4 separate regions of the Mus musculus genome follow, and regions 2, 3 and 4 are each linked to region 1. A link is a contact called in public promoter capture Hi-C data. All regions are on one chromosome and are shown on one strand. The core of a region is the stretch at or near the end of the contact, and the rest is flanking DNA. Distances in the headings are between cores, read along the strand shown.

The links. Promoter capture Hi-C pulls out the DNA fragments that hold promoters and counts their contacts.
Region 2: a contact with region 1 is called in a promoter capture Hi-C map of embryonic stem cells, with 2.9 times the contacts expected there. The contact joins the promoter of Clu here to the promoter of Pnoc in region 1. A contact is called at or near these places in 8 of 39 promoter capture datasets (the C10 cell line, the HPC-7 cell line, HPC-7-derived erythroid cells and 6 more), 3 of 15 datasets of contacts at CTCF or cohesin (embryonic stem cells, large pre-B cells and stem cell-derived epiblast-like cells), 18 of 484 Hi-C or Micro-C datasets (B cells, the C3H10T1/2 cell line, the G1E-ER4 cell line and 9 more), 1 of 115 datasets of contacts at active chromatin or transcription factors (astrocytes) and 2 of 9 other capture datasets (embryonic stem cells and liver).
Region 3: a contact with region 1 is called in a promoter capture Hi-C map of hippocampal neurons, with 2.7 times the contacts expected there. The contact joins the promoter of Ephx2 here to the promoter of Pnoc in region 1. A contact is called at or near these places in 2 of 39 promoter capture datasets (cranial neural crest and hippocampal neurons).
Region 4: a promoter capture Hi-C map of stem cell-derived epiblast-like cells shows a contact between it and region 1, with 4 times the contacts expected there. The contact joins the promoter of Ptk2b here to the promoter of Pnoc in region 1.

The regions. Positions count from the first base shown.
Region 1 is chr14:65,421,919-65,428,228 of GRCm38.p6, forward strand. It overlaps Pnoc (prepronociceptin), which reads right to left and starts at 3,554. Exons shown (of 4, transcript NM_010932.2): 1 at 3,220-3,554.
Region 2 is chr14:65,965,586-65,972,351 of GRCm38.p6, forward strand. It overlaps Clu (clusterin), which reads left to right and starts at 2,898. Exons shown (of 9, transcript NM_013492.3): 1 at 2,898-3,103; 2 at 6,147-6,267. The coding sequence starts at 6,174.
Region 3 is chr14:66,119,749-66,126,995 of GRCm38.p6, forward strand. Ephx2 (epoxide hydrolase 2, cytoplasmic) reads right to left here and starts at 4,774. Exons shown (of 19, transcript NM_007940.4): 1 at 4,587-4,774. The coding sequence starts at 4,687.
Region 4 is chr14:66,276,674-66,283,681 of GRCm38.p6, forward strand. It overlaps Ptk2b (PTK2 protein tyrosine kinase 2 beta), which reads right to left and starts at 4,379. Exons shown (of 31, transcript NM_001162366.2): 1 at 4,210-4,379.

The sequences.
Region 1 (6,310 bases), core at 2,304-4,803:
TGCTGAGGCTGGGGACAGTGACAAGCAGAGCCTGCTGCCTTGCTTGTCAGTCACTCTAACTAAACTCTGAGCTTCTGAGATTTGGTCAGAGATTCTGCTCAAGTAAATATGTCGGAGAACAGTAGAGGAGGAAGGACACCTGGTGTTGACCTCTAGCTTCAATATGTGCCTGCAGAGGAAATGTGTGTGTGTGTTGTAATAAGATAAAAACCAATTTAACACCTCAGTTTCTAGTCGCCTAGTAGGTATCTGGGTAGGTAAGCCCCTTTGGAGACTACTGGTCTAGGTTCATTCACATTTTGTGACTTTGATGGTGAGTTGGGAGAAAGCTGGTGACTGAGTGCTACAGGCGCGTGCACTGCTCCTCTCAGGAACCCACGCACGTTCTCAGCTGGATGAATGAAAGGATGAATGGGGTGACAGGATGGGGGAAGATCACAGGACCAGCACGAGGAGGAGAGAGGCTGGTTGTGACACTGTAGGCTGCAGAGCCTTGTCTGCTTGGCAGGAAGGCAAGCCCAGCTTTCCCTACCTGGCTGGTCTATGCTGCTGCAGTGCCTAGGCAGCTGCCAGGATTTTGACAGACCCAGGGCCATGGGAAGTTGAGGTTCAAAGTGGGTGTAACCTTTCGAGGGTTATGATGCTCAGAAAATAACTTGTGTCCCCTTGCTCCCTCAAATTGGTGTGCCCCAACTATCACAGCTAGAGTTTGTGGTTAAAATGTAAGATCTATGTGAGACGGTGGGAGCAGATGAAGGTATCGAAACAGAACTGTTTCAAAGATCCCTTTGTTCTCAGGAACTCAAGCCCCCCAAAGCCGATGTCGTGATGATGCTCATTCCTGAGATGTGTTCTTTTGTTCCTAAAGCATCTGATGACCCAGCGCACAGGAAACAAACATTTCCTTATGGTCTGTGTGAGTGGAGGAGTCAGGGGGGAAGGAAGGGTCTTCGAAGCATATCATTGTAAGTACACAATACAGGATTGAACAATACAGGATTAAACTGGTCATGGTCACCGTGTGTGTGTGTGTGTGTGTGTGTGTGTGTGTGTGTGTGTGATGAAATAAGTATATATCCAAGTTTAGCTTAATGTACGCCATTCCTGGATTAGAGAAAGATCAATTCCTTTGCCTTTCCTTTGGGCTTTTGTCCTAGCTGCTTTCAAACCCTGGATCCATCCTCTCCCATGCGAATTCTACCTCTCTTCCCACTGGCATCAGTTGCCGGAGGAAGTACCCTAAATTCATCCAGCTTTGACTTTCTGGACCTCAAGTGTAGGACTGATCACACCCAGCCCTGTGCTATCCCATTATCTTGCATTGCTTCCTAACAGTCAGTGGTGTGTGCCTGCTACTAGTTTACAAGCTCTACGGATCTTAAGGGGAGTGAGCATCAGACCTGGGACAGCTGCTCCGGGCTGCGCTTGCTGCATTGGGTCCTGTTCCTGCAACTCTTGAGATAATGATTTTTTTTTCTTTCTTTTTAGCCTTCCAGGGTTGTTGCTGGAGATAATGGGTGTGAAGCGCGTAAATCATTGCACAAATAAAGTGCTGTTATTAGCATCTCTGCTGAGTCTATAGAGCCCCGTGCCTCCCTTGCCTGGTGGGGTGTAGCTGATAAATACCTGATTGATTGAAGACGGAATTGCTTGGTGACAGCTCCATTCTCGGGCTCGGCTAACGTCTAATCCTGCAATTACTCCCTTCACCGGCAATGCAAAACCTGCTGAGTTTTCTGCAGCCCTAAGTGCCCTCAGACTTCAGCTGATAAGGCAGCGGCGGCCACTCCTGAAGAAGATGACCCTTAGCTACACCAGAGCACTTTCCACAGACAGTGCTGGGGGTCACCTGGAGACGTGCGGCTGTATCCTTGACTCAGATGATGTCTGGGGCAGTTTCTCCTGCAGAAGACTCAGCGAGCCGGAGGAACAGGACTCCTTTCTGTTAAGGTATCATGGCACTGATGGAAGCTTGTAGAATATCTCCCTGCTAGGCTTCACAAATGAGAAAAGGGAGGGGTGTGTGCAGCATCCACCCACAGGCTGCGAGAAATCACAGCGTTCTCTTTGGGAGGTTTTGATACGAAGCCGGGCAGTTACTTTTCTCCCTCTGAGATGGAAACTCTCGTTTGGGCTTGCTGGCAAATGCCGTGTGGAGCTCAGCTTTTGTTAGTCTGCTGAACAATGTTATTGGTTATAATTGGGGCAATTATGAGCTGCTGGAGGAAGCTAAACACAGATGTTTAAGCCCAGGCTTGGGGTATTCAAGTCCAAAGCAGCATGCTTTAAATAGCCCCCTTTTCCGAATCATCCTGCCTTACTTGAAATCCCCCCACCCCCGAACTTCTCCAAGTTCAAAAGGAGATGGGGGAGAGAAGGGGATGAGTAGAGAAGGGAGGGGAAAGAAATACACAAAGAGAGGAGGAGGAGGAGGAGGAGGAGGAGGAGGAGGAGGAGGAGGAGGCTGAGAGAAAGCAGTGCTAGTTCAGATTCCCTGACCTGGGAGAGTTCCATGCAATCTGGGCAGAGACCTTTTAGGTGGGACAGACGAGCAGTGGGGAGAAAGATGTCAAGGAAGAGAGGATACCTGGGAACAACCCAGGATCCAGAGGACCAAGGTCATGCCTTTAAAAAAACGACCACGAAAATCACCCTGCCGGCTACTGACTGCATTCAGCCATGGACTCAGGTGAAGCTCAGCCTTTGGATCTGTCTTTCCCCACATTATTGACAATTTCCATTAAGGTGTAAGAGAACCAGAATGACATCAGATTCAATGACACCAGACGACAGTTTGCACAAAGGGCAGGAAGCCACAGAACAAAAATCCGACATAAGGTGTGCTCCAGGGGCTTCCCAGGGCTCCTCTGAATGGCAAGCCCCCTCCCAGTGTCCACCCTCTCGCCCGCAGCCACCTCTTCCATGTGTATCCGTCACCCAGTAGCGGCCACAACTGGGGAAGCAAAACTTTTCCTCATTTCCAAGTTCAGCTTTCTTTCGCATTTCTCTTTGAGACTAGCCAGCCCTCAGCCCTCCCCCTTCTCCACCATCGGAACACTGAGAAGATGAATGAAGCCACAATCTCACAAGAGGCCAGCAAGCAGCCACAGTGGACAAAAGACAGGGGTGGAGGAGCTGCCCAGACTGCCCTGCTCTCCGGAGAGGCTCTGGGCAGATACTGTCGACCGGCTGGTTGCTGGGGCCACATGCATTGCCTACCTGACGCTGTCCGTTTCAGGGTTCTCTCAGATGTGAGGCTTGTTCCTCTGTGTCAGCCACACCAGCATATATATCCTCCCCCCACGCACAGCCCTCCCCTTCCCTGCCTACCTCGATGATGACACATGCCTACGCTGACCCCCTTCATCAACCAAACAGCCCAACTACAATCCTGCCTGCCTGGCCCCCTCCCCTGCTCCGCGTTCAGACTTGTGACATGCCAGCCTCCCATCAACGCAGCCTCTAGCCTGTTTTCACCTGGACTCCCGATCAGCTAGGATCCCTCAGCTGCCTCTCCGGCTGCTTTCAGAGCCACTGTGAGGATGGCCAGCCTAGGGAGAGCTGGCAAGTCACTCAGAAAAACAGACTCCTGGTGACAAGGGATAAGGCAGACCCCAAAACCTGGAGTCTTCTCCAATAACCTCTCCGCCTGAGGAGTGAGGATCAGGCAGCACACAGGAGGGAGGGGGAACTCACGCCCAGCTCCCACTGGCTCAGCTGAGACCCCTCCTAATGTCCTGGCCCCATTGGGGTGGCAAGGGCTAGGCCACACCGGGGTGATTCTGGAAGCATTTTCCACAGGTGCTCACAGCGCGGCACAGTATAGATCAGAGCACAAGCTCGGCAGGGGCTTTGAGACTGCAGCTTTCTCCTTTGCAGCAGGTGCATGTCCGGTGGGCCTCAGGTTCCCTTCTGTAGAATGGGTGCACCAACTCCCAAGACGGGAGTGGAGCGATGAGATTCTGTTTGTGTTTGGGACGCAGAGGCCTTTATTAAATGCTAGTGCCACATTCTCTCCTATCTCACCATCTTTTTCCTGTAATCGGTGCTACCTGAAGTCTCACATTGGTATCTGGGAGGTTTCCAAGCTGCCGCTGCACCTTAGGATGTTGCAGGCTGCTGAAGATGCCCCAGCCCTTGTTGTGGAACCCAAATCTTCTTCTTAGCCCAGGCAGGGAGTGGCCTGCGGACAGGTGGCACCCAGGCAGCTGGAGTCCCAGTGCTCAGAGTGTACCCCATCTCTGAGGATCTCCCTTCCCTGCCCCTGGGAGAACTGCACCAGGACCCTGTTCTTCATTTTCCTAAGATTTGAAACATTCCAGAATGCAAGGCTTTCATCATCTGAGGAGAGCAAGCACCTGTTCAGGTGGCAAGTCTAGTTCTTGGTAGACTGGGGACTGGGCAGAGGAGGGTTCAGGGAAGCACCTGCCCTGGCTACTGATGGGTACAGAGTTTCTTTTAAGTGTGATGAAAGAGTTATTTAGAATGGTGAATTTTGTCCTTGTAGGAATTCTATCTCAACAAAAAGTGAACAGCAAACACTTGCCCAGGTTAAGAACAAGCCCTGAAAACGAAATTCCTACTCACACATGTTCCTAGTGAAAAGGCCCAGGGAACCAGCATGCCCACTTGGCACAGAGCTCTCTGAGGTCCACGTGGTCACTACGGTCAAAGCAGCCAGTACACGCTTTCTGCATGACATGGGGCGTGGAGAGATAGTTATGCACCCTGCTGGTCCTGGGTATGGAGCCTCATCTTGTACACGCTGTGGTAGCTCTTGCTGGGTGGCTGCCCAATATTTTCCATCCCTTGTTATTCTTTATAGAGCCATGTCTTTGATTTTACTTAAAGTGACAGTGTACTCAGCTAAAACCCTGTATTTTCCTAGCCTTTTGTGTAGCTCGAGTCACCAAAAGTCATGCTGCTGGTTTTTAGGTTTGGATTTTGAGGAAGGTCTTTTAAAGATCTCAACTCAGCTAACAGAGGCTTGTGTGTTCCCTCCCTCAAGCTTATCTCCTGGAGCACACGCGTGATGGCTGGAGTTCTAGCTGCTCTCTTGGATCTTGAGGCAACTTTGAGCTTGAAAGCTGTACAATGGCTACTTTTCTCATAGCTGGGAAGCAGACACACAACAAAAGCAACCTAAGGGAGAAAGGGTATGTGTGGGCTCACAGTTTGAGGGTGCAGTCTTTCATGGTGGGAAGTAATTGGGTGGAGTTTGATGCTGCCGGTCATATTGTGGCCACTGTCAGGGAGCTGAGAGCAATGGATGTGGGTTCTCAGCTCAGTTTCTCTTCTCTTCTCTTCTCTTCTCTTCTCTTCTCTTCTCTTCTCTTCTCTTCTCTTCTCTTCTCTTCTCTTCTCTTCTCTTCTCTCCTCTCCTCTCCTCTCCTCTCCTCTCCTCTCCTCTCCTCTCCTCTCCTCTTCTCTTCTCTTCTCCTCTCTCTTCTCCTTCCTTCCTTCCTTCTTTCCTTCCTTCCTTCCTTCCTTCCTCCCTCCCTCCCTCCCCCCTCTCTTTCTTTCTTTCTTTCTTTCTTTCTTTCTTTCTTTCTTTCTTTCCTACTCCCCTCCCTCCTTTTCTTCCTTCCTTTTTGTATGTTCAGGTTGAGATCCTGGCCAAAGGAATGTTGTTACCCAGACTTCAGATGGATCTTTCTGCCTCAGTTAACTTAGTTGAGAAACTCTCACACAGACACACCTAGAGGTTTGTTTTCATAGTGATTCTAAACCCCATCAAGTTGACAATCAAATTAGCCATCACAAAATTCATAGGCTAAAGACGATTCAAAATAAACACAGAAGGTTCTGGGTCCCCCTCGGCTATGAACCTGCCATGTTGAATCTAGACTTCCAATAGTCACTGTTTTTGGAAAAAAAAATAAAGTAAAACAAAACAAAAACCCCTCAAACCTTTATTTCAACGGTCTTTTTTAATCATATTCTTTAAAATTTATAAATATTGTAATAATAAAAATGAGTATTATAAAAGCTGATATAAAACAACAATCAATTGAACAGTCTTATGTAGATGTTTCTTTTCTACAGTCTTTAAGGGCTCAGTTATGGGCTGCATTTAATGCCAAAGGCAGAGAACAGAACCCTTGCTTGTCTCATGATTCTGCGGGCTGGGGATTCAGGCTGGGCTCAGCGGGGAGGTCCTTCTGGTCTCAGTGTGGATTTCTCGCTCATCAGCACCCAGCAGCGGGTTGGCTTGCAGAGACTGGCTCAGTTCTCCTCCTGAATTCTTTCTTTACTGTTGCCTGCATAGGTCCCAGCTCACACAATCTCACAGGGAGGCTGGAGCACCAGT
Region 2 (6,766 bases), core at 1,648-4,147, 540 kb after region 1:
AGAAACCAGGCTGAAGCTGTCACAGCTGCACGTGTCCCGTGACTCAGCTCCCAGCTCAAGGCCAATGTGGAGTATGCAGGATAAGGAAGTGGGTGCTCCTACTCTGCTCTACATGGCCAGGTCACTCCTGGCATTGACAAACGCAGAGCTGGGTTTGGGGGGTTTCAAGAGCATCAAGGTCAGAAGGCCAAAGCCTGGAGGAGTCTGCAGATGAAGACAAGCAATGAGCTTCTGGTTCCAGGCCTTCAGGGGGAGCAGATTTGGGAGATATAAGTGTGTGTGTGTGTGTGTGTGTGTGTGTGTGTGTGTGTGTGTTTCTGAGGACAGAATTGGGCTCAGGGCCAGCCCTTTACAGGAACCAGGGAGCTCCGGCAAAGATGGCTTTCCTAAAGAATTAATTGCTTGCAAGGAAAATACCCAGTTCTCAGGTTGGGAACATCCAAATAGAAGTAGGAGAACTCCTGGGGGTTGAGGAGTTGCTGATATACAAGTAGGAAGAGGGTCAACCAGGTCTTATACTGGAAACTCAGGGTGGGAGATGAGGTGGTGGGTAAGGCAGAAGCTCAGGATCTGAGTTGGATCCCTGGTACCCGTCTAAAACGTGGCCTATAGTTATAACCCCAGAGCTGGGAAGGCAGGCACAGGATCTTATGGATTGTTGTACAGCTGGTGAGTTCCATGCCAGTGAGAGAGCCTGCCTAAGGTACGAACAGTTGGAAGGCACCTTTGGAGGAACACCTGAGGTTGTCCTGTGGTCTCACACGTGCACATGTATGCAAGTGCACACACATGCCCACGGGCACACACGTGAATCAAGAGGTGCATTCAAGATTTGTGTCCGTTTGCTCAAGGCTGAGTTCCCAAACCTCGTGTGCTTGGGAACAGGAGAAAAGTGGACACTTGTAACTGTGGCAGGGGACTCCTTATCTCCCTCTCCCCGGATCCCCTACTTCTGCTGACTAAGGCACATCTTCCTGCCTAATCTCCAAAGGAGAACTTTTAGAGACTTTGCTATTGTACCCTGTGCCCATGACAGGCAACAGGGAGGGAACTGCTATCAGAAAAACATTACAAGGACATCGGTGTCCATAGAAAATGTAGCTATTACTGATAATTCTTTCTTTTTATTTTTCTTTATAAAGAAAACAAAAAGAAGATTTGGGGGTGGGGTGGGGGGAACATTCCTCCAAGTTTCTGTTGACTCTGTTTTTCTGGTTAGTTATCTTCCCAGACTTGGCATTGAATCAGGTTAGGCTAAAGAAAGCCTTAGTGAGGACTCATTTCAGATTCATCTTTCCCAGACGGAAGAAACTAAGGCCCAAGGGCAGAGTGGTTTGTCTAAAGGCACTGGGTGCCTCAGGGAACAGCTGGGACTGTAGCCAGCCTTAGCCCAGTTCTGACCATTCCTAGACATTTCCTGTAGGCTGCCTTTTGGGAAAGTACCAAATCACCATAGTCTCTGGGCCTTGAGCAAATGGAAATCTGGCCCTATGGCTGCTCCTTTAAAGATCTGAACGGGAAACAGACCTCGACCACACATTTCTCCTTCAAGTCTGTTTCTTTTACATAGTTTTCAAGGCCTGCCACCCAAACTGTGTTACCTACATTGGTTCCTCGACAGCTTGAGGGGGATGCCAGGCTCTCTCTCTCTCTCTCTCTCTCTCTCTCTCTCTCTCTCTCTCTCTCTCTCTCGGTTTTTCGAGACAGGGCTTCTCTGTGTAGCTCTGGCTGTCCTGGAACTTAACTTTGTAGACCAGGCTGGCCTCGAACTCAGAAATCCGCCTGCCTCTGCCTCCCGAGTGCTGGGATTTGATACACGGATGTTCCAGGGTTCAGAGTGGGAAGCTCAGCTTCTCCCCCGAGAAGTAGCATGGTGGGGGCTTCTAGGTTGTCCCTTCTTCCCAGAGATGCCCATAACAGGTGTCCCTGTTCTCAGCAAAAAGCAGCTAGGGTGCCTCTCAGCACCTCTGGTCACAGACCCAGCTACTCAGCAGCAGGGCTCCACGGAGAACTTCCACCATAGGCTCCTTGTTCAGAAACCAGTGTGAGTTCCAAGTCTGGGACAAAGTAGTTTTTGTTTAAAAAATTGAATTAGTATATATTAATTATACATAATGAGTTTAAGAATGGCATAGTCATATATATATATTCCCCTCCTTCATTTCTCTTTCGTGTCCTCTTTGTCCTCTTCTTCCTCCCATTATCTCTTCTCTCTCTCTTCCTCTCATAAATTTCATTAGTGTTGCCCACAGGAGCATGCGGTGAGCAGTTATTTACAGAAACATAGACACCTTACCATTGGCTCTATCACCTAAGAAAATGGGGTAGTATACTTGAAAACAGGTGTGAGGGTCCTAGGTCCAGAGGCAGTGAAGCCCACCCTGCTTGACTGGGTCCCAAGTGCGTGGGAGCCATGCTTAGGCTTTACGAATTCAGGGACAGCAGAGGCCTTCGGGATTACTGATGTATCATTGTCTCATTCTTAACCCGCTTCTGTTTCCTCCATCTGTCTGCCAAGGGACCAGCAAGCAGCCCAGTGCAGCGTTTAGGGAGCCAAGTACTTCGTGTATACTCTTCCCTAGCACAATGCCTACGCCATCTTCTATGTTTCTGTTACTCTCCCATTAAAATGGGAGCAAAGAAAAGGAGTGAACGATGTGGAAGGATGTGGAAGATGAACATGCAATAAGGTGGGCGTCGGGCGGTGGAATCCTGTGCCAGTTCTGGGCTGGAAGCAGGCCAGTGTAGTGTGTGGATTCCTTGTCCTCTAAGACTCTTCTGTTGGGGCCTGATTGAGAGGTTTTTGGTAGCTCTCAGGGATTAGAGCCACCAATTTAGGGGCCCTACAGCAACCAATGCGGTCATTTGTGATGCCCATGCGCCCCCTGGTGCCCCCCGCTGGGTGCTGCGCCTCTTACCCCCACCTCTAGGCTTCCAGAAAGCTCCTGGTGCATTCTCCGGCATTCTCTGGGCGTGAGTCACGCAGGTTTGCAGCCAGCCCCAAAGGGGGTGTACTTGAGCAGAGCGCTATAAATAGGGCGCTTCCCCGGTGCTCACCACCCGCGTCACCAGGAGGAGCGCACTGGAGCCAAGCCGCAGACCGGTGAGACAGCTGCACCTTTCCTACCCCAGCGCCGCTGAAGCCACACCGGCAGGGATGGGAGGGCAAGGGTAGCAGCTAGGTGGAAAGCTGGCGCAGCCGTGGGGAAGTGGGAGGTGACTAGAGCCCCATCACCAGACAGCCGAGCATGGGGTTGGGTAGGGGGTGCACGCTGGCTCAGACACGGGAGTCTCCGTGTTCTTTAATCCGGATCACAATTTCACAGCTGTTCAATAGGCCACATACAAAGATCTTCCTTTTGCAAAAATGGGGAAACTGAGGCTTGAAGCCTGCCGTACGATGCGGGAGGCGCAGGGGTGCGAGTGGCTCAGCGCCGCGACTAGGTGCGGATCTCTGTAGTGGCTGTTGTCTTTTGGGCATGAGTCATTGCATTTGGACCTCCCTTTCAGTTCCTGGGACAGCGCATAATAAATAAGATGTTGTGTATTTAAAGACGTGCTGCAGACATCCAGACCCGTTTTGCTGAGCTGACTGCATTCATCCAGTTCTTTAGAGAAATGCTCCACCAGGCCGAGACGTCTGATCCCACCGGATCACTTTATAGATGGTAATCTGAGGCCTGGAGACCATTAGAGGCTCAGCCTCCAAACGTTATATGAATAAGAAACTGAAGCCCTTTGGCTTTTCCAGAATTTCTGGGCCCAGTTTTAAAAATGGTGCTGGTGCTGTTTTTAAAGGAAGAAGTTAGGAATTCAAGAGTCTATACAAGTTCTCTTAACAGGATCATACAATTTAGTGCCCGACCCTGTGAGAATAGTAAAACAAACTGCAAATGGTAGTCAATCAATGGAATATTAGGCAGCAGCAAATGTGTGACTTTTAAAAATATTTAAAAACAGGACCTATGAAGGGATGGTTTATAAAAATGCATTGGAAAAAAATGGAGAAAATACGCCACAATGGGAGAGGCTATGTTTTCCTACTAGATAAGGAGGTCCTTGGCCCTGGTGGGGCTGATGCACCCAGGGTAGTTGGCAGCCAGGCAGTAGGCCAGCCTCCAAAAGAAGACAGGAAGTAAGTCAGTGTAGAGGGAAGGCAGCGGGCTGAACTGAGCAGCGTTGTCCTTGGAACAACAACACCACAGCGCCGGGAAACTTGGGAGACTAGCAGATTCTGACCCGGAGTCCATATTACCAGCAGACCTAGAGGGAGTCTGTTCTTAGCTTTACTGAATAGAGGATCGCTTCTTTGAGGTCTGTATCAGGTCCATTTTACAGATAAAGAAACCAAGGCCGAGAGATTTAGGACTTTTTATTGTCAAGGAAAGAATATTAAAATGAGGTTTCAGAGGGCTGCATTCTTCCTGGGGGGTGGAGAGTGGGGGTGGGGGTTGGCTACTGGCTTGCAGTGTGTCTTGGGGAGCCTGGCAGGTGTCTGGGCGTTGGCATTCTCTAGAAGGGCCCAGGCTGAAGAGCAAGCAACCCTCCCTTTCTTATTTGGGAACTTGGTGGCTCTCCAGACCCCAGGTCTCCTTTGGCAAGCCCCAAGCTCCCTGCTCCCTGTAGCTCATCTTGATACTGCTTCGCCTCCCATTCAATGGTCTTCCTTGGCTGCCCTGCCCTGCTGCCTCTTCCTGCCTCGGATCAGAAGCCATTTCCAAGGCTGTTAAATGGCTTTTCCCAAAATGGTCATGCTTGAGGCTACTCCCACCTACAGATATTTCTGTGGCTTTGTCTCTGATGTGTCAAGGGGTCTGTCCCTGCCTGGAGCATTTCAGGCCTCAGTGAGCACCTGGGAGGTCTATGAGATCAGGGCCTTCCTAGTGGATCATGAACCAGGCTGGCTGAGCCACCTACCTATCCCTGGGAAAGTCTCTTCTCCCACACCACTCCTCCTCTGCTCTGCGCGCGTAATTAAGCCCTCAGCAGAGGCCTTGCCTATTAATGATCTGCCCAGTGTGTTGATGGGCCTGCCTAGCTGAGAGCAGGTTTTAAGAGTGAGCCATTCCAGGAAGAGAGATCGCTCCCTTTTCCCTGTTCCTGTGGGTATAGGAAGTTGGTGAGCCCAGATAAGCTATTCTGGGCAGCGTTGGAGATGCAAGGGGTGTGTGTGTGTGTGTGTGTGTGTGTGTGTGTGTGTGTGTGTGTGTGTGTGTTTATGCAACCAATCCAGCTTCTGGGAAAGGATCCATTGTGTAATACTGGGGCTTCAGCCTGTGTCCCCTGGCTCAGGGCAGCCGGCCCAGTGGTGGCAGTGGCCCCTTGGCAGAGTATGCTAGTTCAGGCTTAGAGGCAACAGGCATGTGAAAGGAATTTGCTGGAGCCAATGGGCTTGTCCTCCTGAAAGGGCTTTCTGGGGCGGGGGGTGGGGGTGGGGATGGGGGCTCACTGCTAATCTCAGGCTTTGTCCTTCCCCTTTCTAGTTCTGCCTTCTCTGCAGTCCTAAATTCCTTCCCTTCCCATTTTGCTTTTACCCCACCCCCTCCCCAATCCATACTCAGCCTGGTGGCACAAGCGTTGCCCAGAGATGGTGAGATGGATTGAATTTCCCGTGCTGATGGAAGGGTGTGCATATTACCACAGGCTCACTTGGATAGCCTTGGGAGGCTGAGGGCCCCCTAAGGGGAGCCCAGGGCTGTGCAGTGAGTGGGGATGCAGTACCATGGAAGGGGATAGGCGAGGGATGTTTGCATGTTTCGGGAGAGGTATCTTTAGTATTTGGCATGTTAAATATGCTCTGGAGACACAGGAAATTCATCTGCCCTGCCTCAGGCTCTTATGGGAAGAAAGGGACTCAGCTTGGAGCTCGGCCCCTCCAACTCCAGATAGCCTGGCTCCTCTGTGCAGCCGGGCCATGGTTCTTCCCAGGGCCTCGCTGTCTCCAGTGTCTATAGAAGGGGTCAGTTTAATCTTGGCTTTCTTCCCCAGTTCTTGAGAAGTAGATTGCAGTGATGCCAGATGAGGAGACAGATGAGGGCCGCGTGTTCCAATCCCACCCCACCTCCCCTCTCAGGGAGCTGTAGCAGGGTGCAGAAAACCCTGAAGCTGCCCAGGGGTTGCCATGACACATCTGCTGTTGTTTCCAGGACTCCAGATTCCAAGGAGGCCACGCCATGAAGATTCTCCTGCTGTGCGTGGCACTGCTGCTGATCTGGGACAATGGCATGGTCCTGGGAGAGCAGGAGGTCTCTGACAATGAGCTCCAAGGTAGGTAGGCTGAGACTGTTCCTCTGGTGGATGCTATAGGGCCCAGGGCAGGGCCATTCCTCAAAGCTCAGTCCCCAAGTGCTGAGGGCTGTTTTCATTCTACATCCTGGGTCTGTCCATGCCCTCTGCCCTCTCTAGGTCCTGTCTTGATGTTTTTGTGGTCAGGTGACTTCTAGACATTGCCCTCTGTCTCAAGCCCCTCTGTTGGCTGCCTGTCATTCCTTTGTCATTACTGGTCCCCTCACCTGGCTCTCTTACTCTTCTCCCAAAGCCGTGCCCTAGACCCTTTGAAACTTTGTCAGTCTTCCCTTTGTGTGACATCCAGGGTTCTTACCGATGTGTCTCCACACCAACCCCTCCTGGAAAGCCATATCCACCAATTTCCTCCTCTGGAAAAAGGGCAATGCAATTTGACATGAAGTAGTCACCTGAGAGCACCCTCTCCCTTCCTCCCCATCTTCCAAGGCTTTTCTGGAAACCCACCTTTTCTCCCTTCTTC
Region 3 (7,247 bases), core at 3,524-6,023, 700 kb after region 1:
GTGCAGAATCCTACATGGTATGAATGTGACATGGTTCCTGTCCCTGGAACAGAGTCATCAGGGTGTGGGCCTCCATGAGTGTTGGCAGTTACTGGTGTGAGGCTTGTTAGTAAAAACAATATATACTTCATGTCCCTCCTTTGGGAAATATTCTGTCAAGGTTATCAGGAAATATTCTGTCTGCCAAGGTTATCGGGGAATGTCCTCTCAGCCAAAGTTGATGATGCCATAATACTTAGAGACAGCATGAGGCTTTTGTAAAAATGGTAGATCCTATGACCTTCAGGACAGCCTTTAAGGATGTGGGAAAGAACTCTGAAAACACGAGTTCAAAAATATAAGTTCTTGATTATGCAAAATATAAGGATGCAATATGAATTATATGAGGGGCTTCATGGACCTAAAAGAACAAAGGCAATTGCACTATAAGCCAGTATGTCAGGAAGATATTAAGAAAGGAGGTAGAGAGACTTTGGGAGTAGTGATGGCAGGACAAGATCCCACCCAGCTAAGTTTATTGTTTGTGCTTACAAAGGCAGGCAGATCTCTGAATTCATTTGCAAAATTAAAAAAACAAAAAACAATGTGCTGTGGTCTCTTACTAGGAATCAAGGGGAATTCTGATTTGTGGGATAATCAAAAGGGAACTTGGAGTAAATGACTGAATAGCTATGTAAATGAAAGACTGGGCTTTGGTCCTTGAGAGTTGGGCTATCTGGATGAGTTGTCAGGAGATGCTCAGAGAGAACCGTCTTGAACAAAACACTGGCTGTCAGCTTGTACCCACAATTTTACTTTGTGTCATTCTTTTCGCTGCTCCCAAACACCCCTTCCTCAGGACCCCTCTCCAAGCTGAGGCTGGTCCTTGGCACACATGCACACACATGTCACAATGCACATGAATAGGTCAAAGGGCAACTTGAGGGAGTCAGTTCTCTTCCTCTACCACAAGGGTCATGGAGATGGAATTCAGGTTGTTGGCTTGAAGAACAAGCACCTCTGTCAACTTAGCCATCTCACCAGCCCCTGAGCACTGTAGTTTAAGAATGCTTCATCAAGTCAGCGAGTAATGAAAGGAACTTGACAGAAAGGGAAACTGGTGAATTAAGAGATACAGGGGGGCTGGAAAGCACTGTGTGCTGTTCCAGAGGGCCCAGGTTACACTCCCAGCACCTACATGATGGCTCAGAACCATCTGGGACTCTGGTTCCAGAGGATACAACACCCTCTTCTGCCTCTATGGACACTAGGCATGCGCATGGTACAGAGATACACATACAGACAGAACACCCACACACATACAATAAGAGCAAAACACAAATAATGAGAGACACAAGGAAATTTCCAGGGACCTTGAACTTTGGTCACTTGTTTGGGCAGGGTTATGTCTGCAGGCAGGATGGAAATGCCCAGTGCGTGGAAGAGGCATTTTCTTCACTCTCTGAAACCTACACAGTTAGGTTATACCTCTGATGGGTAAACAAGCTCAGAGCCCGGTACTCTGACCTCCCAAGCTCAGTTCATTTTGCTGTGGCCTACTCTATATTACACACCTGTGAACAACCCTGGTCACAGAGGAGCTGTGTGAAGTATCATCTAGTGGTATGCTAAATGCATCACTCTCTAGTCATGGAGAATTTGGTAAATAATAGCATGTGTCAAGAACACCGCTGCCCATTTGCTTTCATATCAGCTAATTTAACTGCTACCCCAAATTCCTAGTGAAAGGCAACGCCTTATTAACGTGGAGAGATGACTAAAAAAGGCAGGTTAAGCAAGCACACCCGTGCACTTACACACATTAAAACATTCATCCATGCATATCCACATAAAATTGGGCATGTGAAGGGGCTACCTCTTGTATCCAGACAGGAACCCCAGTGGAGCGACATAGACACCAACCCACCCACAAAACTTTCAACTCCAAAATTATCCTGTCTACAAGAAATGCAGGCACAGAGACTGAGGGAATGGCCAACCAATAACCAGCCCAACTTGAGACCTATCTCATGGGCAAGCACCAATCCCTAACACTGTTAATGATACTCTGTTAGGCTTGCAGACAGGAGCATGTTTTTCCTCTGAGAGGCTCCACCCAGCAGCTGACTCAGCTACAGACACAGACATGCAAAGCCAAACTGGATGGAGCTAGGGGACTCTTCTGGCAGAACAGGAGGAAGGATTGTGGACCCCAAAGGGGATAGGAACTCCACAGGAAGACCAACAGAGTCACTAACCTGGGCCAGTGGTTCTCTCAGAATCTGAACCAACAACCAAAGAACACACACGGGCTGGATCTAGGCCTCATATATAGCAAATGTGTAGCTTAGCCTTCATCCGGGCTGCAAACAACTGGAATGGTGGCTATCCCAAAAGCTGTTGCCTGTACATGAGTTATGTTCTACTAGCTGGCTGCCTTGTCTGGCCTCAGTGGGGGAGGATGCGCCTAGCATCACAGTGACTTGAAATGCCAGGGTGTAATACCTGGGGAGTAGGGGGCGGGACCTGCCCAGAGAAGAAGGGGAGGGGGAAGAGGGGAAGGATTGTGGGAAGGGATGGGCAGGAGGGGGGCAGTGAGCAGGATGTAAAGTGAATAATTTAAAAAAGTTAAATTAAAAAAAGATTAAAAATCAAAAGCAAAACAAAAAATGAGCATAGTCTCACATGTGCACGCATGCATGCATGCACACGCACACATGAATGCACACGCATACATGCATGCACACGCACACTTGCATGCACACTTCTTGGAAACTAGCTCATCATTTCTCCCTCAGTTTCCCCACCCAAATGCAGGGCTCCTTTTGGGCAAGCACAAGGTAGGTGGCTTTTCACTTTCAAATGTAGTTCTCTGTCAAATTCCAATTAGCCTCGGCAGTGTGACCCATTGAGATAGACATTGTAGCCACTTGTTTATTTGTGCTTCTTAGTTATTGATGTGTTTATTCACCCTGAGACAGAAACTTTTCCAGAACAGCAGCTGAGGAAGATACAAAGTCACAACGAGCCAGAGAGGGAGGAAGCTACACTGAGCATAGGAACACGGTATTCAGCCAGGGAGGCTACCTACTGTGTGATCAAGCAAGGCTGAGGCCACCTACAGTGTGATCAAACAAGCCGCTCTCTGCATCCTTTGGGTTGACTTGCAAGATTTCTATAGTATAAAGGTTAATCCCGGTTGGCCTTTGTTATCATAAGAATTCAAGAACCATCAAATGAGGCAGATCTCCCAGACTCAAGCTGCCCTTAGGCCTCTTCCCCTCAGTGGTAATTTGAAATTACCCATTTGTTCTTTTCCTTGGGTGATACTAGAGTGATCTTTCATTTTTTTTTTAATTTTTTTAAAAATAAATATGTTTTCCTCCTTTCTGATTATAAAACATCTTTTTTAAACTGAAAGTTTGGAAAATAAAAAGAGAAAAAAGTAGAAAAAAATTATACATGAACTCAGATACAATGAATGATGTCTGGATCTTTAAAAAATTATTGTTATTACTTCTTAAATTACATGTAGCTGGGTGGTGGGGGTGCCTTTAGTCTCAGCACTTAGAAGGCAAAGACAAGCGGCTCTTTTGAGTTCGAGGCTAGACTGCTCTATAAAGCTAGTCCCAGGACAGCTAGGGCTACACAGAGAAACCCTGTCTTAAACAATGGCCTTAAATTATGTGTTTGTGTGTGCATCTGTGCATACAGGTATCATAAGACGTCAGAAGGGGGAGTCAGATCCGCCGGAGCCGCCTGACTTGGTTGCTGGGCCTCAAAAGTTCAGCAAGAACACCTTTCTTTCTTTCTTTCTTTCTTTCTTTCTTTCTTTCTTTCTTTCTTTCTTTCTTTCTCTTTCTTTCTTTCTTGTTTGTTTTTGTGTTTTGCTTTTTTTTTTTTTTTCGAGACAGGGTTTCTCTGTGTAGCCCTGGCTGTCCTGGAACTCACTCTGTAGACCAAGCTGGCCTCAAACTTAGAAATTCGCCTGCCTCTGCCTCCCAAGTGCTGGGATTAAAGGCGTGTGCCACTATTGCCCTGCTCTTCCAAAGGTCCTGAGTTCAAATCCCAGAAACCACATGGTGGCTCGAAAGAGCACTTTCTTAACTTTAGTCGTCTCTCCAGTCCCATGTCTGGATATTTTGATATATTTATTCCAGACATTTTCTACTGTTTCCTGCTTCCTCCCTCCTCGGTCTGAATCAGAGCTACTACTTTCTGATATTAGTGACTGCCTCCCAGGTTCCCGTTTCCCTGGGCTGTGGGACATTTCTGTAACCTGCTCTTGCACTAGTTCTCCTATAACGCTGGCCTAGGACTGAACTTTCTTGTAAATCGCGGCGGGTATTTTAAAGACCCAGTTCAGTAGCATTAATCCGGCAGCAAATGGTAATAACGCCTCTTTTCATGAAGGAGTTTTTTTTTAAAGCAAGTTTTAATTACTTAGCATTTAGAAGGGCAATAGATCTACTCGTGCACGCTGGCATTTTAACACCAGGTAATGATTTTGATCTTGCCCAGGCTCACCTGGAAAGCAATTTGAAACCTGGGCTGGACGTATGGACAGGGCACCAGGCGGGACACTGACCCAGCGCGGCTCCCCTTACCTAGGCAGTGCCAGGGCCTCTTCGCTGCGGCGGAAAGCCCCGGCGATAGAGGGGAGGGCCAGCACTCCGTCAAGGTCGAACGCGGCTACACGCAGCGCCATGGCGGCCCGGGCTGCAGCGTCAAGCTGACACAGACACGAAGCTGGAAGGCTGTGGCCTAGAGTGGGGAGGCTGGCTGTGGGAACCTAAGATTAGGGTCGTGCCAATCTCAGCACCGCCCCTCGCCCCGCCCCGCCCCGCCCCGCCCCGCCCAGTACTGACACTGCCCTGCCTACTGATCAGCTGCCTAGCCCGGAGCTTCTTGCTGGATGTCCCACCCAAGTGTCAATCCTGGTCTTGGCCACTTTTTCCTCCTTAGCCTAAGGACTAGAAACCCTGCCAAGGCTCCCCAATTCTCAGACTTTGACCGTTTGGAAACAGGCTTGGTATGGGGAGAGAGGGGTCTTGAGGAGGCAGGTTGGAGGAGACGGAATATTCTAAACATTTTCTCCTTCAGTATTTGGTCTTGATTGGCATATCCCATGTATGTTGGGATCTGTGGACCCTCTTCTCTAAATGTGGTCCACATCTTTGCAACCCCCTCACATCTGCCTGCTTCTTCTAGCAGTGTTTCTGGAATGCAAGACAGCCTCCTGTCTTGGTGTGCTAACCCAGAATACTTTTTCTCTTGAGGATTAAAAGAAATTAATCGAGTCTGTTTCCTTTTTCTACACTGTATTGTTTAAAAGTGAGCTGGGCTTCTTGGAGGTTTCTGGAACCTTCCTGCCCCTTGGCCCAGTGCTCTCCCTAGTTAAGAGAAAAAAGAGAAACCTCCTCTACTAATGAGTTAATTAACAAATCCACCGTTTAGTCCAAGGCTGTTGTGAAAGACTGCCTCCCTTACTGAAACCGGGAATTGGCTTCTTCCTTTGCTCTGGTTGCTGCGTGTTAGGTGGTGGGAAATGGCCCTACTGTGGGTTAATTTTTGTGAGTCTTTCAGACACTTCCTCTTCTTGCCTCAAGTCTTGTCTGGGGCAGTTTGTGTTTTCTGAGATTCACACCTAAGAAATGGAAAGTGGCTGAAAATGTGGGGGTGTTGCCCTGAGAACAGAAAGGGTCTTTTGAGAGTGCCTGTAGTGGATGGAGTGTTTAAGAAATAAACGAGATAGCTGGGCATGGTGGTGCACTTGGGAGGCAGAGGCAGGCAGATTTCTGAGTTCGAGGCCACAAAGTGAGTTCCAGGACAGCCAGGGCCATATAGAGAAACCCTGTCTTGAAAAACTGAAGAAAAAAAAAAGAAAGAAAGAAAGAAAGAAAGAGAGAGAGAGAGAGAGGGAGGGAGGGAGGGAGGGAGGGAGGGAGGGAGGGAGGGAGGGAGGGAGGAAGGAAGGAAGGAAGGAAGGAAGGAAGGAAGGAAGGAAGGAAGGAGATGGTCCTGGGCCTGAAGACAGAACGAGAGAGAACGTGAGCTGGGTATGGTCCCGTCTGCCTGTAATTCCAGCATTCCAGATGCAGAGGTAGAAGGCTCAAGCACTCAGTGTTAACCTCAGCTGCATATATAAGCTTGTATACAAACTCTTAAATAAGTCTCTGATTTGACAGACTTTCCTTTGAGTTCCAGATTTGCACATCCAACAACTTTGCTTGGCCATGAAATGGTCCTCCAAGGCTCCAGACTAAGGCTGAACTCTGCTTTGGTCTCACCTTCAACAACGGCTCCTTCCAAGAGCCTATGACTTGGTTAAATCTTCTCTAAAGATTTGACCCCCAACCAATGGCACTGTTATGAGAGAGCCAAACTTTGAAGAGTTGAAGGCCCAAGGGAGGTCTTCTGGTCATTGGAGATACGTCTTTCAAGAATATATTGGGACCCTGGCCCCTCATTGTTTCTCTCCTTTGCATTCTGTCCCTGAGGTGACAGGTTTTGTTATGTACTGTTGCTTTGAGGTCAATGAGGTCAACCATTCGTGGGAAGACATTTCCAAATCTGTGAACCAGAAAATACCCTTTCCTTCTCTAAGCTAATAACCTTTGGTATTGTTATGATAGTAGACAGTTGGCCCCCAAACAGGAGATTCCTATGTTACTACTTAACACAAACCTTGGCCCAGCTACTCCATCCAAAGACCTTAGAGTTGCTTACCCCTGGCTGCCCACTGAGCCACATGCTCTGACTTGGTTCCCAGTCAGCTGACTGGGGCAGAGGTAGCAGCTTCTAGATCCCTGGTGGTGTTTCTTTCTTAAAGGTTTGGCTGCCTGGAAACAAATCCTTTCAGAGATTTTGTTGGTCTACCTCATGACTCATACTTTATATGTCTGTTTCATCACCCATATTTAATACTTCTGACAATTATCAATATTTAACACACCTCCCAATTACTCATAGTTAATACATCATGGGTTTGAAAAAGCAAACGTGGTTTCTGTTGCACACCTCTACATTCTGACAGGTAGAGTGTTGCTGAGGCCAAATGAATATGTGTATAACAGTTACAAAGCAAAGAAGAAAAACATGGCTACGAAAAATGGAATTCACAAACCCCTCCTTAAAAAGAAAACTGTGAAGTCTCAAAAAATGAAATTCCATCTTCAAACAGCAATCATCCTTGGTTAGCGTGATGGAAATCTGTAGTTGTCAGTTTGACACAACTCAGAATGGGGATTTGTCTGAATGAGGTTGGA
Region 4 (7,008 bases), core at 3,129-5,628, 860 kb after region 1:
AACAACAACAACAACAACAACAACAACAACAACCACAACAACCAGTAGTTTCTTATAGGCTCAGATGTAGCCCATAAATTTCAAGACATGGGAGAGTTCACACTTCTGAGTATCTACTGTGTGTCTGTTGTGTTTTATGTATGGCAGAGGTTATTAAGTTGGTATGTGAGTATCCCTTCTCAGGGATAATATTAATTAATAAAACAATAGTCTATACTTCTTGGTGCATGTCTACAGCCCCAGTGCTCTCAGGGCCTGGCTTCTCCACTAGATTTCCAATGCTCTGACACTCACAGGCTGACCCAGCACAGCACAGGACTCAGGAGGGGGCAATAGGGAGCTCTCCTGTTCTGCCCTGGGTGATGGCAGCTGTCACCTCTCTTTTATTTGTGTCCTGGCTAATGCAGATGACATCATCTTACCACCTCTGCCTTATAGATAAGGAAGCCACAGCTAAATGACCTCCAGAAGGTCACAGAGAAGGTCCAGTTAGTCACTGTAATCCTAAGTTCCTGTTTTTTAGTGTTACCAGGGTCCTGCTCTCCCTCCCTTGTCTTGAGGCCAGCCTGAAAGATAAGAGAAGCACACAACACACACACACACACACACACACCCCTCCCTTCTCTCATCCTTGCTCTGACTCTCAAACCATCCCAGCTGTGCCTCTCTGGTCTCCGCCTCTTAGTTAACTCCCTGAAGTTCCCATTGCCCCGGCAGGCCAGGTAGTCTGAGATAATAAATCCCCAGCTGTGTATGAGAGACTGGGGACTGCACCAATCAGGAAGGGCTAAGCAGCCCTGGGTTAGGGAGATTTCTATTCCTGAAAAATGGTGAGGCTGGAATGTTGCACACAAAAGCTCCTGAGCGTCTCTGAGCTGGGCATGATAACTCTGGGAGGAATGCTAGGAGGAACTTTGTCCATCTTAGTTAGAAGTGTGGGGGAGCAATGACTTCTGATAGATTGTGTGGCCTGCACCCCACACATGCATCCACATTCTCTCTGTGTGTGTGTAATGCTTCTTTTCCTTGAAAACCTGGTGGGCCTTTGTAGCCACACTTGCCTTTTCTGTGAGATCTAGCACAGCCCTGGGCATGTAAATATAAACAACATATCATTTGAATGTTTCATTGGCAGAATATATCTATTTCTATCGGATAAATGGCACCCTTAAGGGACTGGGGACAAAATGGGCTGGGCTGGGGAGGCAGAGATTCATCACTGAAGAAAAGGACCGTTTAATACAACCCATTAGTACACAAGGGAATCTCTCTCTCTCTCCCTCCCTCCCTTCCTCCCTCCCTCCATCTCCCTCCCCCCTCTCCCTCCCCCTTCCCCTCTCTTCTCCCTTTCTCTCTCTCTCTCCCCTTTTAGGAGGTCTCCTTAGGAATGTTCTCATTAAAGCCAGAACCTGTTTCACTGGGTGCCCTTCCTTCTTCTTGCCCCAGCTTGAGTTTTCTAATAAGGAAGTTATTATAAAACAAACGATAATGAAAACCTAATTTTATGGTGCATTTTTGGGTGTTTTGAGCACATTTTCTTTTCATCCATCCATATTTCTCTCCAGTTAATTAAGGTTTGAGCCAGTCCTCTCTCCCCACCTGCTGCCCTCCAGGAAGAGAGCCCTTTGTCTCTTCTGTCTTTGAAGCAGGGTCCTGGATGGGCAAGGAACCCTGAGGAAATAACTTTGTCTCACTCTCCCTCCCGCCTCTGTTGAGAGACAAACTTTTCTCACTAGAAACAGGAACCAAGCCAATGCAGGTTCCCTGCGGTCTCCAGACACTCTATAAATTCGAACAGGAGAAGATGGCACCCCAGGCACTTTGTGGATGCTCTTTCCGTCACTGTGAATGTGTCGTTTCAAGTTAATATACATAGCACTCAAGTGGGGCTTTCATACATTATCAAGGCTCCTACCCTAAACCTCGACAAATAGGCTCTGAGGCTCAGCGAATCCAACAGTTTCCCCATAGGTCTGAATCTAGGACCATTGGTCCAGTGTCTTTCCAAGTTACTACCAAGTGGACTAAGCTGCTTTCACGGTCCCTAGACCCTCCCTCGGCTGTGCAGATGTGTAAGCTGTCTGGGGTGCTGCTTTTCTTCTCTCAATAGCAATATCATGACCAGTCCTAGAATGAGCCTCCAACTGGACCTGTCAGGATTTGTCACAAAATAAATATGCCCTGAGCCTGCTCTTGAGGTGCTGGGTTAGTTCGCAGTCTAGACGGAAGAACATCAGCCTCCGCGTCCCAGACAGACTCAGGACATCCAGTAAAGCTTCAGATAAACTGTGAGTAACGCCGGAGTATTAGGTATATCCCAAATACTGCATGAGACATACTTAACGCTGAGAACCAAGTCTTCAACACATTTGTACATTTAAAATTCAAATCTGAATGCCCCATGTTTTCATTTGCTAAATCTGGCACCTCCATCCCGGAGTGGAGGCACCCTGGGAAGTTTCAAGCAGCCTGAGGTTCCAAGCTTTGCTCCTAGAGGAGTTGCCATGGCAGCCTGAGCACGCCTTCCTAGGCTGGGGAGCATCCTCTATTTAAGGTTGCAGCTCCTCCTGGCCCCTGAACTCTAGGCTCCTAACAAGATGGGCTTCTTGGCTACTTTCGGTTTCCCCGGTATCTCTTGCCGCTCTTAGCCCTTGGATTTGTACTTCTCAGGCTCTGACCTGCTTTCTTCTCCTCGGTTAGTTAATCCCTATTGATCTTCAGTTCTCTTAGTTGCTTCTGCCACAGATTCAGGACCTGTCCCTGCCCAGCCCTGCCCACCCTCTGGCACTGTAATTGGTGGAACTTCATTTCTTCTCACGACAGTCCCGCCCATCCTAGCTCCGCCCTAGCTGGGCAGCTGGAGCTACAGGCTCCTCCGTCTCCCCTCACCTGACAGGAGTACCTGGGTTCAGGAAGGATGCTAGTAAGTGAAAGAAAGAAGGCAGACTGTCCTGCCAAAGTTAGGTCTTTCTTATGAATGTGACTTCTTCCTTCCTTCCTAGGGTCGTGAGTCACTTTTCCCCCACCCCCTGCTCTGCATTTCTTGCGCCCCCGCCCCCACCCGGTAGCTACTGTGAACCGCAAGAGTTTGTTGACCTGAGCACACTGCGGCTGCCTGGTACCCCTACCCTTTCCAAACCATGCATTGTCTCAGCGGGCTCCAGACTGGTACAAGATCTGCTAAGGTTCTTCTCCCTCCTGCTTTCCAATTCTCCCGGGCTAATGCCCCCCCCCCACACACACACACCCAACCCTCAGGTCCCAGCTTGGTTTCTTCAAGGAGCACAGCGGAATCGGAATCTTGCTTCCAGTATAGGGGTGATGGGAGATATTGGTGTCATCTGGCTGAGGGTGAGGGCAGGTGGCAGGACTTGGTGGGCCTCAGAACGTCACCCATATGCTCGCTGTTCACCCACCCAAAGCTTTGCCCACGCACAGCCTGGCAGCAGGAACAGCAGCCCAGAACTTAACCCTCAAGGGGCATGGGGAAAGCAGCTTCAAAATGAGCCAGTGCGGCTGGTGTGAACTTTGGAACTTCAGCACGAACACACACGCACACACACACACACACACACACACACACACACACACACACTACACACACTACACACACTATGGTATGGTTCCTCTTGGAGAACCCCGTTTGTCTTAAAGCTCCAGCTTCAGGGAAAAAAAACAACAAACAAACAAAAACAAAACGTCCCAGAGGCTGGGGATAGGGGTGGTGCAGGGGTGGGAAGATAGGCCACATGGGTGCCGAAGGGCACTGTGGAGAAGAGCGCGCCGTGCCTGGGCAGAGGTCTGAGCTAGAGCTGAAGTTGGGTTCTGAAGCCCTCGGTTGGGTTCGGAGTTCCCAAATCCAACCTTTAGAGACAAGCATTGTTGCTGAGCCGATTTCAATCGTGCCCCTAGTCGCCCCTCTCTGAATAAGATAACAGGACAAAAAGGGAGAAACACCCTTTAGTCTTAAAAAGAACTCCAAAAATAGATGCCTTCTCTAGCGCCCTCCCTAACCCCCTAGCTCAGGGCGGCAAGCTCAGGGAAAGCACCTGCTCCGCGCCTCCGACTTTCTGGGTCCTTGGCTACCTTTCCAGGAATTCTCAAGCTTCCCGAAGGACTGGAACTGTAGACCCTCTCCAGCTTTCCACTTAAGTCGAGCGATCGAAGTGTCCCTGACCCCGGCGCTGGGTAGGAACACGCAGGACTTACCCTCGGGCGAGGCGCGGACTCGGGCCAGGGCTCCGGGCTGGGCCAGGTGAGCGCAGCCGCCGCAGGTAGGACGCGCGGCTCTGCCTGCAGAGGCTGAGTAAGAGGCTGACAGGTTGTTTTTCCCCCTCCTCCTCTCGGTCGTTAACCACACCCCTGCTGCTCTCCTCTCCACTTCCTTAAAGGGTGGGGTGTGCTGTCTGTGTGTGCAGGCTCCAACCTCTTACCATAAACTCTGAAATAGATGCCGCCTGCAATTCCTGGAGCTGCCCGGCTGACCCGGGGGCCAGAGCCCATTGCCTTAGGGCCCCAATTGGGGTCCTCAGGTGCTCCGGACCTCTTGCAGTTGGTTGACCTCCAACTCCTACCACACCTGGCTTCTTCCAGGCACCCTTCTCTGCAGCCTTTAGTCACCAGACCTGACCCATGTTCTCAGCAGTGGCCCCCATGGCTCCACACCTTGAAATGGCCCTCACCCTAGGTCAGATAAATATTAGGGATGCCCGATATGACTGGTACAGGATTGGAAACACCTAGGACTGGGTTTCTGAGCCCAGACCCTGGAGGACCAGAACACAGTCCCAAAACAGTCGGGGAAGGGGTTGGGAATGTAGCTCAGACGGTAGAATGTGTGTCTAGCCTGGATTCCATTCCCAGAACCAAAGGCATAATACTGAGTGTAGGTGGTGGATATCTGTAATTCCAACGCTCTGGAGGTCTATCCTTGGCTATGAGGTGAGTTCAAGATGAGGCTAGGCTGAAAGAGATCATGTCTCAAAAACAAAACAAAACAAAACAAAACAAACAAACAAACAAACAAACAAAAAAACCCCAAACCCCAAAACCCAACCCCAACCCAGCATTAATAACAACAAAACCAGAAAAGACTAGAGAAGCCTTACAATGATTTTCTTCTGTGGCCCTCTCCCTGCATCAGTTTGTATCCGTGACCCTCCGAAGAGGCTGGCCATCTCTTTACTGCATCAGTAAGGCAGTGGTACTTGAGGCAGATCTAAAGTACTAAGTTGCGACATCATTTACTTCTCTAGCCCGAGAAAGATTCTGACTTTCTCCTAAGTGGAGGTCAGTGAGCTGGACTTAGCAGGAGACCCTGCCCCAGACATCTTTATCCTGTGCCCTTTGGGGTTTGGGGTTTAGTCACAGTTCTGTCTCTGATAGTAGCAGTCCTGAGACTGCAACATCAAGCTGCCCAACTCCCTGTGAAAGCCACAGTTTTCATGATGACACTTCTTCACCCTACCCCACCTCCAAGTTCAACAGACCTGCTGCCCCAGGAGACCATCAGAAGCTACCAACACTCATCTTTCAGAGTGGTGGTGATGGCTTCTCAAGAGAAAGCAGACTTAATTAATTAAGAACTCAGGAGGCAGAGGCAAGTAGAATTCTGAGTTCAAGACCAGCATGATCTACTGAGTGAGTTACGGGACAGCCAGGCTACAGAGAAAAACCCTGTCCCGAAAAACCAATAGCAATAATCATAAAATCAATTAAAGCTATAAAGTTCATATGTCTTAAGATGTAACAAAATGTAGATTTTAGCTGTATCCTCCATGTCTACTAAAAACCCTATCTAAAGCTAGCGTCACCCACCCTCAAATGCCTCAACACCACAATATACCCTGCCATCTGCTGGGCCAGCAGGACCCTCTCTACCATCCTGAAGGGCCCCATTTATCAACTATCTGCACTCAAAGACAAGTGGAGGGGTAGAGTTGGGGGAGCAGTGAAGACTGTGAACAGCGTATGGGGTACATGACCACAGGACAAAAAAAACTACCAGAGGGTGTGAGCAGTGGGGTGGCGTAAGGTGTTGGCAGGGGGTGGCTTTCTGAATCCTTGCACTTGGGAAAGAGTGGGTAAAGCGTCTTGTGGTGTAAAGCGAGATCTACCTGAGGGAATGGCAGCTGGCTGACTGTTGAAGACTAGCTGGGTTTGTGTGTGCTGCCCTCATGTGGGCACACATATGAACTACAGCCATATCTCTGCTCTAGTAAGGTCTTCTGTTCTGTGTGCACACACGTTGTATTCTTTACCTGGCATATTATTTCCTTCAAACTTCTCTGAGCACTTTTTTTGGTCACTTCTTAAAAAAACGAGCATATTTCATTATAACAGGTACTCTGCTGCTAACTCACTACCCAGTGTCTTGCCTGTTGGGCTGGTGTTCACTCTCCTCCAGGGTTCTCACCCCTCCTACGCTGCCACCCTTTAGTACAGTTCCTCGTGTTGTGGTGACCCCCCCCCCCCCGCCCCGACCATAAAATAACCTTTGTTGCTATTTCATAGCTGTAATTTTGCTTCTGTTAAGAATCACAATGCACATATCTGTGTTTTCTGTTGATCTTAGGTGACCCTTGTGAAAGGGCCATTTGAGTCTCAAAGAGGGTCACAACCCACAGGTTGAGAACTGCTGCCCTAGACAGTCTCACTATTTCCTCTGGCTAAATAGGAAGAATAAGCAGCCAGCACCACCAAGGTCAATTTATATAATTATTAAAATCTATATTCTGCATATAAAAGAAAGCGTTTGATATTTTTCTGAGTCTGGCTTATTTTGCTTATCACAGTGATGTCCAGTTTCATTTATTTTTCAGAAAAAAAATGACATAATTGTTTGTTCTTCTCTGTGTCTGAATAAAACTCGTGTGTGTCTGTGTACCACATTGTCTTCTCTCACTCATCTGTTGGTGGACATCCATGTGGACTCTATACCTTGGCTTCTGTGCATATAGATCCAGCAAACATGGACATCAAGAGTCTCTGTGGTGTCTAACTTGTATT